Regions from separate parts of the Sus scrofa genome. Here region 1 is linked to region 2. A link is a contact called in public promoter capture Hi-C data. All regions are on one chromosome and are shown on one strand. Each heading gives the region's core, a stretch centred on a gene start, on an enhancer-like site or on the middle of the called end of the contact. The rest is flanking DNA. Distances are from core to core; before and after follow the strand shown. Region 1 holds the start of MTFR1L (mitochondrial fission regulator 1-like). Region 2 holds the start of TMEM57 (transmembrane protein 57).

Region 1 (6,228 bases), core at 3,643-6,142, 330 kb after region 2:
CACCGTGGGCCACAGGCTCTGGGATCTTGGAGCTGGGCAGATCGGACCCCGCCTGGGCAGCAAGTGCAGATGCCCCACTTGTTGACCTGTTTGTGCCTTTACTAGGCACCTGCCCTTAAGGTGCCCGCTAGCTGGACATGGAGGCTGCAGGGCACACAGCCTGGGTGGGCGGAGGAGCATTTTGACAGAAGTGAGCATGCATGGGGTTACAGAAACAGAGGAGAGAGGGTGCGGCAGGAGGCAGGGAGGGAAAGGTGATAGTCAGAGGTGTTGGGTTTTCGCCTGGCGGGCAAGGTGTGGAGGCCTGGAGTCAGAGGTGAGCAGGCGAGGCAAGGGGAACGCTCCTCACCAGTCCTCCTCGCAGGTTCACCACATCAACGCCAACTACTTCTTGGACATCACCTCCATGAAGCCCCAGGACATCGAGAACAATGTCTTCAGCTTCTCGTCCACTTTTGAAGACCCGTCCACAGCCACATACATGCAGTTCCTGCAGGAGGGCCTTCGCCGCGGCCTGCCTCTCCTCCAGCCCTAGTGTGCCCGCCTGGCCCAGCCATGAGAAGCCAGGCTGGACGGGGGCCGCTCGGCCCCTCTGCCCCGAGGTCCTCACACATTTCACACGGCAGGCCCTCCCACTGCACCTGTCAGGCGCCTGTGGGCCCGGGGTCAGCCAAGGGTGGCATCCGAGCTTTGCCTCAATGATGAGGAGACAAGGGATCTTGGGCTGACCAGGTGGGGGGATCTCTAGCTCCAGCTGCCAACATCAGCTTTTTACTGCCTGCCTGGCTCCAGAAGCTGCTCAGGGGCCCCCAAGCAGGGCCTGGGGGCATCTCCCTGGACCACACCCACTCAGGCATATGGCCCAGGCCCTTGAGGGGTAAACAGGAGGAAAGAGTGGGTGCTGGGAAGAAAGGGCCACCTCTCTCTCCTAACTCTCCCCTCTCCCAGAAGAAACATCCAGAAGCCCTGGCCTGGGGGTGGGGGAGGCTATCAAGGAAGCACTCCTGTTTGTCTGGAGCCTTCTTGCCGTAGCCCTGGCTCCGTCCTGTGCCAGTGGGGTCGGTCTTAGGGGAGAGAACCTTCTGGAAGCTGCAGGACGGAACCCTCCTTCAGAAGGGGAGGTCACACTGTGCCCCTGTTGCTCCCAAGATGGTTCATGTGCGACCTGATGACAGGACCCCAGAACCTATTTTAGGACTTGCTGGAGGCCAGCTCTCTGGGGGAGGTTTACTGTGAAGTAGGCTCCTTGGCACGGAGTCCGCGGTGGCCCAGGACCACAGCAGCCCTACCACCCACCCTAGCGCAGGTCACAGTAGGACTGCTAGAGCCAGTGTCCCCACAATACCAACTCCTGCCCCTCGGACCGCAACCCCACAGAAGTGCAGCCCCCCCAAGGAACACAGCCTCCCCCAGAGCTGGCGTTGTCCCGGCCCTCGGGCCACCCAGAGCAGCTTGTCCACCACTGAGAGGCCGCCGACTCTCTCTGGCCACTCTAGGGCCTTGGCCCACATCCTAAGCCACTGACTATAGCCAGTCTCTTTTTTATACATGGAAAAAAAGTGTTTTTATGTGAACTTTCTCACGGTTTGTATGTATTTTTGATATAGCCCTGGCACAGAGGAGAAAGAAGGGGGCCATGGTATCCCCAGCAGCCGCCCCATGATTGCTGGATCTGAAAGCCTCGGTGGGTCCAGCTTGATGTCTTTGCAGTTGCTCCTGCGGGAAGAAATATCCCTCTCTTCCTTCTCCTCTTCCAGCTTTTTAAAAATAGTCCTCAGAGAGTCATTATACCCCCAGCTCTCTCCTTGTTCTCCACAAGGGGCCTTGGGCTTCCTTGGGCTTTCATCAAGCCTGCTCCCCCTCCCCTAACGCACGGGGGCCTCCCTCTTAAACCTGGAAGGGAAGGAAGGCAGACGTTCCCCCAGATGCGCCCCAGGCCTCTGCCTGCCACACCGAGTCCTCCTCACAGACGTCTTGTTCTCAATGTTGTCATCAAGTACCATCGTAATGGCCAGCTGTCAAGAGTCTAAGACAGTCTGTCTAAGGCACTTTAAGATTACAGGTATTTCGCGCATGGAATCCTAGTTGGATATTAATCATTCCCATTTTGCAGTTGAAGAAACTGGGTCTCAGGAAAGTGAAGTGACTTGCCCAAGGCCCCTCAGCAGTAGAGTTGAAATTCAGCCTGTATCTTGATGTTGGACTGTTTTGTCTTGCACTGTGCCCTCTGCTCCTCTCCCCTCTGCCTGTTTTCACTGAGGTGAAAAAAAGAAATCCTTTCAAATCAAAATGTCTCATTCTTCTCTGTTCTCCAGAGCAAATGAGGCATGAGCCACAAGCTCAGCCAGGTTTGTTTGTTTGTTTTGCTTTTTTGGGTCACATCTGCAGCATGTGGAAGTTCCCAGGCTAGGGGTCTAATCGGAGCTGTAGCCACCGGCCTATACCACAGCCACAGCAACATCAGAACCAAGCCATGTCTGCGACCTACACCACAGCTCACGGCAACGCCGGATTCTTAACCCACTGAGCGAGGCCAGGGATGGAACCCACATCCTCATGGATACAATGGGAACTCCTCAGCCATGTTCTTTGTATCCCTTCTGGGAGGCAGTGTTTCCATGCTGCTTACAGGGGGCGGGGAGGGGGACGCTAAGTCTGTCTCAGTGCTTCTAAGCATGGGTGGCAGCAGCCTGTCCCACAAGCCATCTGGTGTGAGCAGAGGTTCAGCCCTCCCGCTCAGCGGGCTCTTCCCCTGGACTAGTCTGGGAGGGCCGGCCCGTGTTGAGCAGCCCTTGTCCCATGGAAGGTGATGATTGCCTGGGCTTTCTGCATCCTCACCTGAGGCCTCTGCCCGACCTCCACTATGTCTTAAGGCTCATGGTGGGGAAGGGCTCCCAGCTGTCCGCCTGTTACCCTTCTGCCACTTCCCTCCCCTGTCCCCAACATGTCCTACAATACAACTGGAGAGATTGGAGTGGTTCTAAGTGCCTTTTCTTTGACCTGGATGTTCAGTTCTGTCCTTGGTCCCACTCCTTTGCTGGGATTGGCTTGGCAGATGGGCAAGGGAGCATGGCTGGACTACCTTCTGCTGTCTTATTTGTCACTAGAAGGCTTAAGTGACTTGCTCAAAATAAGTTTGTAAGAAATCCCCCATGTAGTTAAGCTGTAGGTCAAGAATCCAACCACAGAGGTTTGAGTTTGATCCCCGGCCGGTGCAGTGAATTAAGGGATCTGGCATTGCCCAGGCTATATAGCATAGGTCACAGATGGGGCTGGGATTTGATCTATGGCCCAGAAATTTTCATTTGCCCCAGGTGTGGCCATAAAATAAATAGGAAAAAAAATTGTTATAGGCTTCATAGTACAACTTAATTATTTTTAGAAACTGATGCTCTGTGTTGAGAAAGATTCTGAAGTTAAAGCCATCATGTTAGAATTAGAGCCTGAGACAGGCATTAGCTAATTCTTTTTTGAGGGTAATTCTTATTTGAGGGTGGGACCATTAAGAGAAACTTGTAAAAGAAGGATTGGAGTAGAATGGGAAAAGGAAAACCCTTGAGCAGAGATCGAGTCTCAGAGCCAAGTCTTGGCCAGATTGCTGGTGCAGGGCTCTGGAGCATAACCCACACTGCCATCCAAACTGGCCTCTTGTACCCTTTAGTAGTCATTGGCTTATGGGGTAGAGTAACTTCCCAGGTTAGGGCTTCCATTCTCCCTCCTGCAAGGGCAATTTTCTGGAAAATGGGGCAGCTGTGAGCAGCCAGTAGAGTTGCTGGGGGATGATTCACTGGTTGGGTAAAAGGGATCTTCATGAAGAACCAAGATAGCATCTGTCACACCAAGGAAAGGCAACTAGAGCGAATTCGCAAGATCTGCCATTGCCCAGGACAGGAAAGTAATGGTTAAAGCATGTTTGTCATCCTGGAAAGAGGGTTGGAAATGGAAGCCAAATTTCATCATTTAAAATATGGTGGGATCAGGGTGGACACCGTCTCTGACCACGGCCAGCTACAGAGTTTACAGGATCAGTGCAAAATGAAAACGCAGGGCCTTTGTTGAAAAAAAAAAAAAATTGTTGTTAATTTCAAGAGGGCAACAGCAGGCACCAATTAGTCTGAGCGTGAGGCCTGTGTGAATGCACAGCTTCTCTCCCCAAGAAGCCAGTCTGTCTCTGGCAGCTAGGACTTGCAACCAAAGAACTATAGCCTGGAAGCCAAGCACAGCCACGTGTTGAGGTCAGATGAGGACATGTGACCCAGGCCTGGATGTCATGGAGACCAGGACTCTGAGGCTTTGAGCACAAAGAGGGAGTGGGTGAGTGAGTCTGGAAGGAATGTGAGTCTCTTTCCCAAAGCATCTGGTGTCTTGCCAGTCTAGCCATCTGATCATCCAACTCACTGAGTATACCTGTGTGTGTCTTTGTGATATACCTAACTGCTAAAATAGAAGAAAGCTACAAAGCCCTGGAGAGCAGAGTCAGAGGAAGAAAGGCCCATTCTTGCCGCAGAGAAGACTGTAGAGGGTCTTGGCTGGGAAGTATGAACTGTGAAGCCACCAGGGCGAGATGGGGCAAAGCAAGCACTAAATCTGGGGCCTTGGATGCCAGAGGGAGGATTCTGAAGTTTGCACTACAGTTGGGAAGAGCAAACACCGATCAATGTGGGGGCCAAGCAGCAACACAGGCCCTTTCCAGAGGTTGGAGCCGGACTAAGCGTGGAGAGTGGTAAGGAGGGAAAGGAGGCCGAGACCAGCGGGAGATGCGACTGGGCGGACCTCGGGGATCAACTTTCCCCAAGGCTCGGACGGCAGGGGGCGTGGCCTCGGGGCTTGTCTCCGCCCTCGGGATCGGCACGTGCCGCCGCCCCGCCCTCCGCGGCTGGCCTGCCCAGGGCGCGCGGGGCCGCGGCTCGGTGCGCAGCTGCAAGGGATCGCTTCCGGGGGGCGGGTCAGCGGAAGTGAGGGTGGTAGAGGCTGGGCGGCCCGCTACGGTAGGAGGGGCCGTGAGGTGAGAGTCCTGAGCCGGAGGCTGAGGTGAGACTAGGTGCGAGTGCCGCCCCAGAGTGGAAGCGCGGCTTTCCGGGTCCGGCCGTCGCGCAGCCTAATGAATGCCAGGCGCTGTGCGTTCGGTGCCCGCGGCTCCGGTGCCCGCGCCGGTTCTCGCGGCAGCCACTGTTGTCCACCTCACTCGGCAGGGGGGAAACGGAGTCCCCGGAGGCAGTTGCTCGCCGGAGTCACCCAGATGCGCCAGAGGCTGCTCGTTTCGGACGCCCCCTCGCTCCTGCCGGGACCCGGCCCCGGGCCTGTGGGTCCAAGGGCCGCCGGAGCTGCGGCAAGAACTTGGCCGACCTTGGCCTTGTCGGGTCGGGCTGTTGCGGGGGAGGGGAGGCGTGTCCCGGGCGAGGTCCCTGGGGTCGCGCAGAGTGTCGGCGCGGCGGAGACCGGGGATGATGGGACCAGGCCCCGCTCGGGAGGCGCTGCGGCTCCTGCGGGAGGCCGTGTGTAAACACTGGGACGGCAGCCTCGGAAGGGGCTGTGGGGGCGCAGAAGTGGTCGGAGCCGGCCAGCGCGGCCAGCGCGGCCAGCAAGCTGGGGGGTCTTCTAGCCGGGCACTTGGGGTGGGGTGGAGGGTTGAACTCGGCGTTCTCGTCCGTTTCTCGATTGGACAAATGAAATGCTCAAGTGCCTACCGTGTATGGAGCAGGCGCTGTGCCCTGCTGGGAAGTCGTCGCCCTTGGGGCAAACTTCACGGCACACCGTTACCTAGATACTGCTGAAGGACCCCAAAGGAAACGCAGGGTGCCTCGGGGTGACTGTCAGGGAAGGGGAGGCGATGCTTGAGCTGAGCTCCAAGAATGATTAAGGATGAACTTGGTGAAGAGGGTGTTGGTGTTTGAAGCAGAGGGAATAGTGTAGACAAGACCATCGAAGGGCTGAAGGGCCAGTGTGGTTGGAGGGCAAGGGGAAAGCAGGTGTGGCTATGAAGTGTGCGGGGGCCAGAGTGGACAGGCCCTGGAGGATGAATGCGGTGAGTGGGTAGACAGGACAGAGAAGGGTGAAGATGAGGTTGGGCCTGACTGCCGAGGCCCTGCAAGCCATGCTGAGGAGTCTAGATGTTATCCTCTTGGCTCTAGCAAGCACAGTGGGTTTTAAGCATGACAGGAACATGATTAGCCAGGAGTTCTAGAAAGATGCCTCTGGCTGTTATGTGAGGGTTAGGTCCAACTGAGT
Region 2 (6,200 bases), core at 2,899-5,398:
TTCCTCCCAGAGTTATTATGAATATGAGACTATATAAGCATGCTTGGCAACCTGCGTGTTGGAAATTAAGGTGGGCAAGTGGTGCCATGATTGTGACATCCTGGTCTGGGCGGCCAGACTTCCTCTAGGTATGATGAATCAAGTCAGAGAGATTGCAGCTTTCATGCGTAATCATGCATTTTCTGTAAAAACAGGACTCTACGAAAACACTCACCACACCCTCCTCACCTGAGTCAAGTATTGTAAAACTCAGTCATGGGTAGGACTCTATCGCCTCTCTGGAAGCTTGTCCACACCAAGGGTGTGATCTTGTTCTGGGTAGGCCTGGTTAAAGTGTGGCTAAGTCAATCATTTATTCATTTAACACACATGAGCTTTGGAGTCAGGCAACCTGGATTCAAATGCTAGCACTGCAAACTATTAGCTGTGTGACCTTGGGTAAGATGATCAATATCTCTGAGTCTGTTTCCTTATCTTCAAGTGGAGAAAATCAGTGCCAATTTCATAGTAGTTCACACAAAGTGTCAGGTATGTAGAAAATACTCTGTAATGGTTAGCAATTATTATTATTGTACAAGCTTGGCATGTTTAGCATAGAAAACGTCAAAAATGCAGAGATGCGTAAAGCTTGCAAAAACACTTATGATTTATTTCAACATCTCCAAAAATCAGCTCTACTTCTTTGTGTATATATCCTTTCTCATTTTTTTCTATCCATGTGAATTTATGTCTTGATTTTTCCCCTACAAAATGGGGATTGTATAGCACATGTTTGGTAACTTGATTTTTTCAAGAACAGTGTATCATAAGCAGTTTCCAAACCAGGAAAAATCCTTCTACAACACTATTTCATGGTGGCCAAGAGCCCAGCCTCTGACACCAGACTGCCTGGGTTTGAATCCTGGCTCTGTCACTTACTGTGTGACCTTAGGCACATGACTTAACTTCTCTGAGCCAGTTTTCTCATCTGTCATATGGCCTCAGTAGTAATTTCTTCCCCATAGGGTTATTGTGAGGATTAGATCAAAATGCCTATGGTGCTGAGAGGTGTGCCTGCACATAGTAAGTGCTTTGGGTAATTATTCTCCACGCCATACTGACTTCCACAGTAAGGATGTGTGATCACATCCCCTTTGCAGGATATCTTGGTTATTTCTAAACTATTTCTGTTCTAAACACTACTATGAACATCCTTCGTTAACAGGGTTCTCTAGGGGGTACAGATATGTCTGGATTTTTCTATGACTCCCGTGGGACAAGAACAAAACACAAGATAGCTGCGCCAGCCATGCATGCCTAGTGAGCTTGAGGGGATTGAAGCTATTTGAGGGCAGGCTAGATAGTGATCTTCAGGAAGCTGGCACGTGTCCTCAGTGCCTCTCTCATCTTTTCCGTGGATTATTCATTTATACATTCCACCGTGTGCCATCGCATTGTCCTAGGCAACAGGGACACAGTGGGGAGTGGAAAAGATCACCCATATAGCCTCTAACATCACGGAGCTGCCTGTCTTAGTCTCTGGCCCAGGTAATTTGGAAGCCTGCAGTCATGGAGAGGAGGGTCGTTTAGGTCTGAACCCTCACAGAGTCTGGAGTCGTGACCTCACCATGTACCTTTGCCTTCAAGCCTCCAGGCATACTGATTTAGGTCCCGCCTGTATCTTCTTCCATGAACCAACCTGGCTTTGCAGCTGAAGTCTTTTTCTGTTGCTCCAAGCAGAGCATTCCGTTCAGATGCTTTCACAATGATGGGCAGGCTTGGTGAAACTTTGAGCTCACAGAGTTTGTTATCCTTGGCTGTCCAGTGACACTTAATCAACGTGTTGGAGTAGAGGTGAAGGATGTTAACAGGAATGACTTGCTTTTACCTACTGCCCGGCTAGCCCTGAGAGTTCATTGTCTGGTAAGCCTTCAAACAAACGTTAATGGAAAAAGAGGCTCTGAGACATTCGGTAACTTGCCCAAGCTATTAAGTGGCCAAGCTGGAATTTCAATACTGGTCTGAAAAAGCAGGTTCTCTGGCCATTTTTCTAAACTGCATCTCTACAGGGTGTGGATCCAATCTCCAAGAAGCTTTTCATCTAGGTGGATGGACAAGCTTCACCCAAGAAACCACAAATTGGGAACAGTACTGGTGGAGATGCTCCATGTGGGAGTGAAGGCAGGAAGGGGGGAAGATAAGGTTGTACTAAAGGGTTTGAGGACAGTGAGTAGATAAGACTTGTTTGCCTGAGGAGGCCCAGAAATGAGGGGTGAGTCCCCATGTGACCAGCTTTGGATGCCATAATAAAGAGAATGGCTTTTCTTTTTCAGGCATTGGGGGATCTTCAAAGATCTGTGGATGATGCGTTTGGTATAAATTACAAGTTCCTTCTTAGGGTGGGTTTTTATTTAGGGGATGATCATAGGACAGGGAGAGGTTCACACATCCCAGGACAAAACAAGATGACATCTGCTTCCTGCAAGTTTCTTAAATGTGCTGTAAGACCTTCCAAAGTTCCCACTGTTGGTGAGTGTTTAAGCTGGTACAGCCCCTTGATAGGATATTTTGCAACCATCAGAAATATTTAGGAAGGGTGCATCATAAAACGGGAAAGTGCTCTTGTTAGCTAAAGAACAGGATTCAAAATCAAATAATGTGATTACTATTCTGCTTCATAATAATAACAACAGTAACTAATAATATATCATCCACGGGGGAAAACTGGAGAGAAAGGAAAAAATACAGAATTCTAACAGTACTTGTGTTAAGGTGATGAGATTCATGGGTGTTTTTTTTCCCCTTCATCTACTTTCTACATTTCCCCAGTTTTCTTTAATGACATGCATTCCTTTTTGAAATATATTCATCTTTTTCTTTCTCAATAAAAAAATCTTTGCTGCCATTTCTAATTGTTATTTTGCTATATCTATGCTGCAGGGGAGTAATGAGTAAATGAACAAATAGATGTAGAGCACCCAGCACAGTGCATGACCAAATCGAAGCTCTAGGAATTTTAGGTGAGAAAGGTCGCTGGTCGGGCATCCCGGCGGCCCCATACCCCTGTCTGGGGACCAACATGCTCCCGACACGGACGCTCGCCTGCTCCAGCAGGCGCGGTGCCCGCTGAGCCTGCCGCCCAGCCATTCCTGCGGACGTGGAACTCCAGCCGAACCGCCCTACACACCCCCAGCAGCCTCGCGGGACGTCGCGCGCACCCACGGCCCCGCCCGCTGTGACGCGAGGTCCAGGAGGCGGGACCGCCGCGACCCCGCCCCGCGCCTCCTTCGATTGGCCGCCGCGCTGTCACCACGTCGCGGGAAGCTGGCAGGCTGTGTGTGTGTATGTGTGTGTGTGTGTGTGCGCGCGCGCGTCCGTGTGTGTGCGCGGTTTGCTTTGTCATTCGTACCCTGGTCGCTCGCAGACACGGCCGGCTTGGTTGAGTGCTCCAGGATCCTCAGAAAATGCTCCCGGTGATGTCCCCGGCGCCTCCCGCTTGGGGAGGATGTTGAGAACCCCTTACATAATGATGCGACTGACTGGAGCGCAGGTCAGCACAGAAACAGCACATGCCGCAAACCCAGGCCTCTGGATTTCAGAGTGCTAGTGATAGCCTACAGTGAAAATAGCACGGTATGCTCTAATGTGGATTATTATACAATGAAACACAATCCGATAATAAAATGTACCTTCGCAACAAAGCATAATATAGGATGTTATATTTATAGGGCCTATTTATAAGCCTCTATTTAAATCTTTTCTGATAGGCCCAGACTCGGGCCCAGACGCCGTAATGATTGGCGCATTCTTCTGTCCTTCGAAGAGGCGGGTTCTAGAGTCCGTTTTGCCTCAGCGGGCCCTGGGCGACAGCGGTGTAGAGTCGCCTTCGATTGGTCCGGAAGCCCGTCCGTCAGGGCTGAGGAGGCGGGGCAGGCGGCTGGCTGGTGCTGGGGCGGGCGGGCCCCGGAATTGTCATTTCTTTGTTTCCGAAGGCGGAGGAAGCTCAGAAACCCCCCCTCCCCGTCCCACCCCCTCCCCCCCGGGTGCTGGCTCCATGTCTGTGTGACCGGGCCCAGGGGTAGAGTCCAGGCCCGACGCGGGCGGGCAGGCGGAGGCGGCGGCGGCGGCGGCTGAGGTGAGAGACGGCGGCGGCGGCAGCAGCAGCAGCAGCGCGGGCACCCGGCCCCCCAGCGGGAGGATGAAGCGGCGGAACGCCGACTGCAGTAAGCTCCGCCGCCCCCTAAAGCGGAACCGGATCACCGAGGGCATCTACGGCAGGTGAGCGGCGGCGCCCCCGCCTCCTCCGGCGCGGGCCCCGCGGCCCCCGGCCGGCTCCGGAGGGGCCGGGCCCCGTTATGTAACCCGGACTAGGCCGCAAGCCCGCGCCTGGGGCTCCCCCGAGGAGCGCTGCCCAGGGGGCCGCGGCGGGCCCGCAGGGGTCGACCCCCGGGGCGCGGGGCGTGGCGAGGGTCGCCGGCCGGGCGGGAGGGCGCGGCGGGCGCGCGCTGAGGGAGCCGCCTCGCCGCCGTTGGGAGCGCCCAGGCTCCACCGAGGGGGAGGGGCGGCGACCCCCTCACCGCCCGCGCGCGGGGCCCCGAGGGCCGCTGCCTGAGCCGACGGGCCTCCGCTGGTCTCCCAGCCCGGCTCTGGCCCAGGAGCCTGAGCTGGGAAGCGCGTGGACCATATACACTGGTGGGGGGAAGGCTGACAAAGTTGGGAGCAGACAGCGGCCCCGCGGTCCTGGGGCAGCCTGGGCAGGTGGCCTCATTGCCCCTCTTTCGCCTTTTATTCCTCTTCTGGGATCTCAAACTTGGCCCCGAGGGCCGAAGCCGATAACCCCAAATCATGCCTTGTGGCCCCGCTCCAGATTTAGGAGTGATGATCATTTTCTCAGCAACATTATTTTGACAATCCCAAGCAGGTAGTTTTCGTCGAACCTTCTAAAGGAATTTTCTCCAAACTCGCATGTTTTGATTTGTTTGTTTTAATCCTCCTAAAACAAAGCAGTGTCTATCTTTTGGAGTAGAAATTGAATTCAGTACTCCGAGGGGTAGAAGGACAACAGGTTCATGGAGCAACTTAATGACAATCCCAGCTTCCCTAAGCAGCGTTTGTGTTTGACTCTTATTTGCTGGTTCTCACAATGGTGATTCTAAATGATACTTGCCTTGATAAAGAAATGATTTCAGTAGAGAAGTAATTAGTTTACAAAGGAGAGCTCTCAGGATGTGGATATAGGCTTAATTGAGTCCTGGTGGTGGTTTACAATTTAGCTCTTCTAGCTCTGGGACTTAGAGAAATATGTGAGTAGTTAGCTGATGACACCCAAGTTGCCTTAGCATAACTGTACACCTTGCACAGGCTACTGTTTACACATATAGAATGATTGCTTTTTGCAAGCAGCTGACTGATGTAAACATTTATTTCAAGTTTAAAAGCGTCAAGAAGTCAGCTAAAGTGAAAAGTTCTTGGATATATCCTTGCATGATGAGTGATAGATCATAGGAGTAGTTCATTCATTCAACAAATACATAGACTATGTGTCAGGCTCTGTTCTGGCTAGTAAGGGTACAGAAGTGAGTAAAACAGGCCAAAATCCATGCTGAATCAGTCAAACCTGATCATTTAAACCAAAACTGTAATAAAAGTAAAAGCCACTTTTTCTACAGATTTAATGGAGGAAAAGGTCTCTTCAAGTTACACCTACTGTAATTCCTGAATAAAGGAAGGGGTTTTCCCCGGCTATTGAAAAGGATTGGAAGACTTTAATATAAATAGTGACACAAGAATAGAAAAAGCATATTAAACAGAGTTAATAAACCAAGGACAACTCCAGCATTTGAATGGCTACTGTTTACAGTAACTTATGTGATATATATCTGTTTATACTGAGAAGATTGGGAATCTCATGTTGTTTACATGTTTTCTGTTGTATTTCAGCTTCTCTTGTATTTGAACAAATATGCCCAGTTTAGTACCTGCCTCATAGTAACCAATCAGTGTGAATGTAGGAAGAAGTAAATTATTGTCTACTGAAGATCTATTATTTTACTGATGAACTTTTGAAATTTGATTTTCTTATGCTGAAGATTAATAGTAAATACCTTATGCAAACTATTCACAGTTTCACAGTTTCATCTGTAAAATTTTAAGAAACCAGACATACTTCAGCTCTCAAATCTGTTCACTCTCCTCTATTTGGCTCTAAGTTAAATGTTAAT

Evidence for each region. Promoter capture Hi-C pulls out the DNA fragments that hold promoters and counts their contacts.
Region 1: a contact with region 2 is called in a promoter capture Hi-C map of liver, with 5 times the contacts expected there. The contact joins the promoter of MTFR1L here to the promoter of TMEM57 in region 2. A contact is called at or near these places in 2 of 5 promoter capture datasets (both in liver) and 1 of 2 datasets of contacts at active chromatin or transcription factors (alveolar macrophages).

Annotation. Positions count from the first base shown.
Region 1 is chr6:83,260,459-83,266,686 of Sscrofa11.1, forward strand. It overlaps MTFR1L (mitochondrial fission regulator 1-like), which reads left to right and starts at 4,893. Exons shown (of 7, transcript XM_021095596.1): 1 at 4,893-5,031. SELENON (selenoprotein N) reads left to right here. Exons shown (of 13, transcript XM_021095600.1): 13 at 365-2,290. The coding sequence ends at 535.
Region 2 is chr6:82,929,935-82,936,134 of Sscrofa11.1, forward strand. TMEM57 (transmembrane protein 57) reads left to right here and starts at 4,149. Exons shown (of 11, transcript NM_001038646.1): 1 at 4,149-4,257. The coding sequence starts at 4,178.